2 separate regions of the Sus scrofa genome follow, and region 2 is linked to region 1. A link is a contact called in public HiChIP or PLAC-seq data. All regions are on one chromosome and are shown on one strand. The core of a region is the stretch at or near the end of the contact, and the rest is flanking DNA. Distances in the headings are between cores, read along the strand shown.

What was found. HiChIP or PLAC-seq counts read pairs in DNA pulled down with a chosen protein or histone mark.
Region 2: a contact with region 1 is called in an H3K27ac HiChIP or PLAC-seq map of alveolar macrophages. The contact joins two enhancer-like sites. A contact is called at or near these places in 1 of 47 Hi-C or Micro-C datasets (embryonic fibroblasts) and 1 of 2 datasets of contacts at active chromatin or transcription factors (alveolar macrophages).

Annotation. Positions count from the first base shown.
Region 1 is chr6:153,496,159-153,499,056 of Sscrofa11.1, reverse strand. No RefSeq gene overlaps it. Among named protein-coding and RNA genes, the nearest start is that of JUN, 190 kb to the left of the region's middle. Within about 2 kb of position 1,431, at least 7 of the 83 cell types and tissues checked have an H3K27ac peak or open chromatin away from gene starts, as enhancers often do. A contact at or near this core is called in alveolar macrophages, where this site is marked.
Region 2 is chr6:153,725,924-153,729,050 of Sscrofa11.1, reverse strand. No RefSeq gene overlaps it. Among named protein-coding and RNA genes, the nearest start is that of MYSM1, 28 kb to the left of the region's middle. Within about 2 kb of position 1,425, at least 1 of the 83 cell types and tissues checked has an H3K27ac peak or open chromatin away from gene starts, as enhancers often do. A contact at or near this core is called in alveolar macrophages, where this site is marked.

The DNA.
Region 1 (2,898 bases), core at 182-2,681:
TAACATAAAACACTGGCTCTTCAGAAGTGGTTTCCACCATATTATTGAGCAGGCAGGACGATTTCAATCTATCTTCCACCAGAAAACAAAGTCTGCTTTAAATTAGAGAGAACAAAGTTTTACATCTGACGTTCAAGTTTCCCATTCTTCCTAATTTGTAGGCTGAGTTTTTAAAACTCTAAATATTTGTCTTATTTCTAAGACTGTTTTCTTCAAGTCTTAGGGATTCTGCTGGGAAGCCAACCAGAGTCCCGGGCTCAAGCTAAGTTGGGTGGTGGTGCTTGGAAGTTTTCTGCTTTCTGGATTTGGTGAGAGACTTACATTAGATGGCAGTGGAAACTTCCACAAACTGTCCCCAGACAGAGGTCTCTCCTGAATGTGGAGGTCCAGTGTCCAAGAACCTTAGCCATGTTGTCTGTTCTCTTTCCTGGACCCTCCTGCTGTTCATGGCATGAATCTTGCATGGCAGCCATGCTGAATTAACTCTAAATCTATGACCTGCTTTTGTACATGATGTTTGCTCTTCTTGGAACTCCTTTCCCACACCTCCTCTGATCTCAGAAATCTCCTACTTAATCCTCAAAACCCAGTGTGAACTGAGAACTTGTGTTCCTCTGGGACAAGGCTGTCAAGGGGCCTGTGGTTAACGGCTCTGTGTCCTCTTCTAGCAATTTGCCCCTTTCTTATCATAAGTGTTCTTGTATTTCACCTGGGACCTCCTTCGGAGTAAGGGCAATGCCATCTTTAGGCTGCAGCGGTGTAGGACCTGGTCTTCAGCAGGTTCTCAATGAATGATAGATTCAAAGAGCAGTACTGACGTTTAACCTTTGTGTGCAAATGAACAGGGAGCCTGGTACTTAGCGGGAAGAGCCGAGGAAGAGGGGTGTGTGGACTGCTCCCTAGGAGACCTTTGGGCCAATCTGGTCCAGCCCCTGTGATTTTGTATCTGAGAAAGTGGGAGTTTAGGGACATCCCCCGTGGCTCTATGTGTAGCTGGCAGAGTGGAGGTCGCCTGCCTCTCAAGCCCTTGCCCACCTGTAGCATCACCATCATCACCCTTGCCCTCCTGAGAATGAGCTGCAGCAAAGACACAGCTGGAGGTGTGGGGAAAGGCATCCAGGGAAAAGATCCTGGGAGTGAGCAAAAACCACGGATTGTGACCCGTGCCTGCCAGGCAGCCTGGAGGATGCTGATAAGGAGAAGGCCATGGGGTGGGGGGAGATAGGGAAACGCTCTGGAGTGGAGACTTAGGCTTTTCAGGCAAGTTCCACTGGCCTGAGTCAGCACAGAATCTAGGAAAACGTGCTACAGAACTGTCCCCAAATCAAAGGCTTTTGGCTGCTGGCAGCCAGGCATCAGCCAGACAGACGTTAAGGAAAGGGGACATTGCAAAAAAATATCTCTAGTAGGAGGAAGTGGTTTGAGTTTCCTGCTTGAAAGAGGACACTTCATTTAAATAGAATTAAGTAGAATTTCAGGGAATAGGGAAGTATCCTGAGTCTACTGCTTGGACCTTGAATTCTGCTTCTTGCAGAGAAGGATTCAGAAATGGCCTCCCGGGGAACCAGAGGGAGGTTTTTAGCAAAGACTCTCAACCCAGGATGGGAATGGATGTGAGAGAATATACTTCTACCTGTTGGGCCCTGTTCTGTGCTGGACATTTACCTCAGTTAGTCCTCTTGACATTCTCCCCAAATCCTGGTAGAAACTCAGGTGCTCAGAGGAGAAGCCATTTACCACAGAAGACCCAGCCAGGCAGATCCACTCCCCAGGCGGCTGCTGATGCAGAGCTTTCTCCCAAAGCCAGCAGACGATCCCTGCACCCTTTGGACCTCAATCTAAGTGAGCTTCTTTCTCTTTTTTTTTAAGGGCTGCACCCCTGGCATATGAAAGTTCCCAGGCTAGGGATTGAATAGGAGCTGCAGCAGGCAGCTTGTGCCACAGCCACAGCAACGTGGGATCTGAACTGTGTCTGTGCACAGCTCATAGCAACACCTGATCCTTAACCCACTAGGCTGGCCCAGGGATCGAACCCACATCCTCATGGATACTAGCTGGGTTTGTAACCTGCTGAGCCACAACAGGAACTCCCATAAGTGAGCTTCTCTTACCTATGTGCAGACAGTTACCAGGCCAGTCCCTTTCCCTGCTTTGCAAAGCTCAGCTTTGCCCAGCTCACCTCTTTCAACAGACCCTGGGGAGGTTAGACTAGGAGTCTGAGGAAAGGCCCTGGTTGCATTCAGTTCTGTCTCCCTGGTACCCACCCAGGGGGCAGGGTAGATGCTCTGGAATAAGGGCTCCCATGGGTGCCAGGATCTTTCCTCATAATAATAGCTCATTTCATTCTCACACCAAACCAGTGAGGTAGGTCTCATCTTCCCCATGTTTGGAGATGGGAAAGCTGAGGCTCAAGAAGGGAAGTAATTTTCTCAGTTGATTGTAATTTTTTAAAATAAAGGTATTCCCTGAGTCTGGTATAGGTAAGATGTTTTGGGACACTTGGGCAAGAAGTATCATATGTATTTGTCACTTGTCCCTAGGTATCTCTGGGGGATTTGTTCCAGGACTCTCATGGATATCAAAATCTGCAGATGCCAAGTTCCTTATACAAAAGGGTGTCGTGTTTGTGTATAACCTACTCACATCCTCCTGTCTACTTCTCCTATGTAGATAATCATCTCTAGATTATTTAAATAGCTAATGCAGTGTAAATGCTATGTAAATAGTTGGAAATGCAATGTAAATGCTATGCAAATAGTTGCCGGTATACAGTAAATTCAAGTTTTGCTTTTTGGAACTTTCTGGAATCTTCCCCCTCCGCCCCCCGTAAGTTTTCGCGTGCTGCCATTGGTTGGATCTGTGGAACCCAGGGATACGGAAATCTGACTGCACTTCTAA
Region 2 (3,127 bases), core at 176-2,675, 230 kb before region 1:
GCTATAGGATTTCTCAGAAATGAAGATTGGTCCCCACTCCTGCCCATGCTTTAGTCAGGAAGCTTCAGGTCTTTCCTCCTCTTTCTCAGGAGGCTGATGTCCCCCAGCTGGTGGGAGGGGCCACAGGGAAGATCCAGACAGAATAAGCTGGAAGAAGATGCTCTAGAAGGCAGAAAGAGAGAGAACAGCCTCCCTTTTCTTTCTCCAGCTCCCAATTTCTTCCACTGATGGGCAGGACTTGACAGTACAGAGGCGGAGAGACTGAAAATTCCTGGGCTCTTGCTTCCTCATCGGTAACATGGAAGCACTATGACTTGGTGGAGGTTGTATGAGAGGTATTCATTCTCTGCGTAGAGCATCTGGGATCCACTCAGTTGTGACTGCCTACAAGATGTCAATGCTGAGGGCTCAGCTACGCCTGGAACATGGGGCATCCTTGGTGGATGCTGGCGTTACTGAGGAGAAACAGGACAGACAGGATCTTTGGTACCCAGTCCAGACTCTCTGCCTTTGGCTGCAGCCCCTCCACATTTCAATAGCTCTTTTCCTAAACGGGCAGTTCTCACGTTGGCTGCACATTAAAATATCCTGAGGTGCTTTTATAAATCTTGAGGCCCAGACTGCATCCCAAACCAAGTGAACAGAATTTCTAGGGGTGGGATCCAGTGATCAATGCCACAGCCCTTGGCCTCCTCCTTACCTGAGATCCACCCTGTGTATGAACTTCCCTTCCTACCACCTTACCCTTGCCCTTGGATCCTGGACAGATTAATTAAACCCTTCTGAGCCTTAACTTTTTTGGGGGGCTGCACCTGGGGCATATGGAAGTTTCCAGGCTAGGGGTCGAATCGGAGCTACAGCCTCTGGCCTACACCACAGTCACAGCAATGCCAAATCTGAGCTGAGTCTGCGACTCAGACCACAGCTCAGGGCAACGCCGGATCCTTAACTCATTGAGCGCGAGGGCAGGAATTGAACCCACTTCCTCTTGGTTCCTAGTTGGGTTCATTAACTGCTGAGTCCCAAAGGGAACTCTGAGCCTTGACTTTCTTATCAGGACAACAGGGGTGTAGGGGAGACAGTGGACAGCCTACCAGCATCCATTTCCTCCTTTTTCTTTCCAAGCAGAAGGCTGAGTTTGGAAGCTGACCAGCTCCAGGTGTAGGCCTGTTTGGCCCAAGGGTTGTCCAATTTTGCCAGTGATTGGTTTAGGAACAAGACTGTGGACCCAACTCTATTAAGTAAGATATGAGAGGAGGCTTCTAGGGAGTTTTCTGGCTCCTGAGAAAGAACAAGAAGAGCTTCTGTGTGGCATCTTGATCAGACTCTTGGACTGTTGCCACCATCCCGTAACCAGCCTGAGGATGAAGGCAGTGCAGGGGCATGGCACTGAAAGATGAATTCTGGGAGTTCCCATTTCGGTTCAGTGTAAACAAACCTGACTAATGTCCAAGAGGACATGAGTGGGATCCCTGGCCTTGCTCAGTGGGTTAAGGATCCGGTGTTGCTGTGAGCTGCATGGTAGGCTGGCAGCTACAGCCCCAATTCTACCCCTAGCCTAGGAACTTCCATATGTCACAAGTGTGGCAGAAAGAAAGAAAGAAAGGAAGGAAGGAAGGAAGGAAGGAAGGAAGGAAGGAAGGAAGGAAGGAAGGAAGGAAGGAAGAGATGAATTTTGGTTACCTGGAGTTTTTAGAAGATTAAGTCACAAGAATAAGAGTAGAAAACCAGCATTTACTGAGTCCCTATCATGCTCCAGGCTCTGTATTAAGTCTATCATGATAGGTCCTATTTCATGTAATTCTGACATTATGGTGGGTGGGCATTATAAAGTACTCAGCCTGTAGAGTTGGATCAGTTGATTTTAATTTTAGCTTCAACATTTAGGCAAATGCGTGACACTCTCTAAACCTCAGTTTTCTCATCTGTGAAATGAGACGAATGGAACCTACACATCATGGGACTGTTGGAAGGACTAAATGAAATAATGCATGTGGGAGTTCCTGTCGTGGCTCAGTGGAAATGAATCTGACTGGTATCTGTGAGGGTGCAGGTTCGATCCCTGGCCTTACTCAGTGGGTTAAGGATCGGGCATTGCCATGAGCTGTGCTGTAGGTTGCAGATGCAGTTGGGATCTGGCATTGCTGTGGCTGGGGTATAGGCCGGAGTCTGCAGCTCCAATTAGACCCCTAGCCTGGGAACTTCCACATGCCTTGGGTGTGGCCCTAAAAAAAAAAAAAAAGACAAAAAAAGAAATAATGCATGAAAACCAGGTGTTATTTATTTTTTAAATCAACTTTGTAAGGTAGTTATTATTATTATTATTATCATTATTTACTTTTTACATATGAATAAAGTGAGAATCACAAAGCCCACTGACTGAACCAAGATCCCACGATATACAAGCAGTGGAGTTGGGATTGAAACCCAAGACCTCACTCCTAATCTACCGCTTGTGCCTCTTTCCACTCCTCTCCTGCTTTCCATACTCAGTTGAGGAAATCTCAACAATTCCCTGCAGTAAGCAGTGCAAAGGGAATTCTTCCACAAACACAGGTTTGCAAGCAAACTGGGTGAAAGTGAGAAGCCAGACCTGCCTGAGGCATGGGTGTAACCGAAGAGCTGTGAAAGGTGAGGATCCCCGTGCAGCAGAACACTTTCAGGTTTGCAAATAACAAAGGACCATAAGATCATAGACTCTTAGGGTTCAAAGAATCTTCAGAAATCATATAACCCAACCCAAGCTGTGCGGGAATTTCTGCTTTCCTCCCTCTTGAGGTAACAGGATTCCTACTTTCCAGAGGAGGCCATTTCAAATTCTTAAAAGTTAAAACAATTGGTTGACATTTGCCTCCCTAGAACTTCCACCTCTTGGTTCTAGGAGTACCAATTGGTTCTCGGAGTACCAGTTTCCTGAACTGTAGTCTTCAGGAAAAGAGAGAACATCTCTCATTCTTCTGCTACATAAAAACAGGCAGCATGGAAGGTTAGCATGACGGTTCCCTTCACCCCCAGTCTTCTTACCTCCAGGCTACCCACTCCCCAGATTTCTCAACTGATCCTCAAACAAGACAGTTTCCAGTTCCATCACCATTCTGCCTCCTCTTTCATATAGGGAGACAGAAGT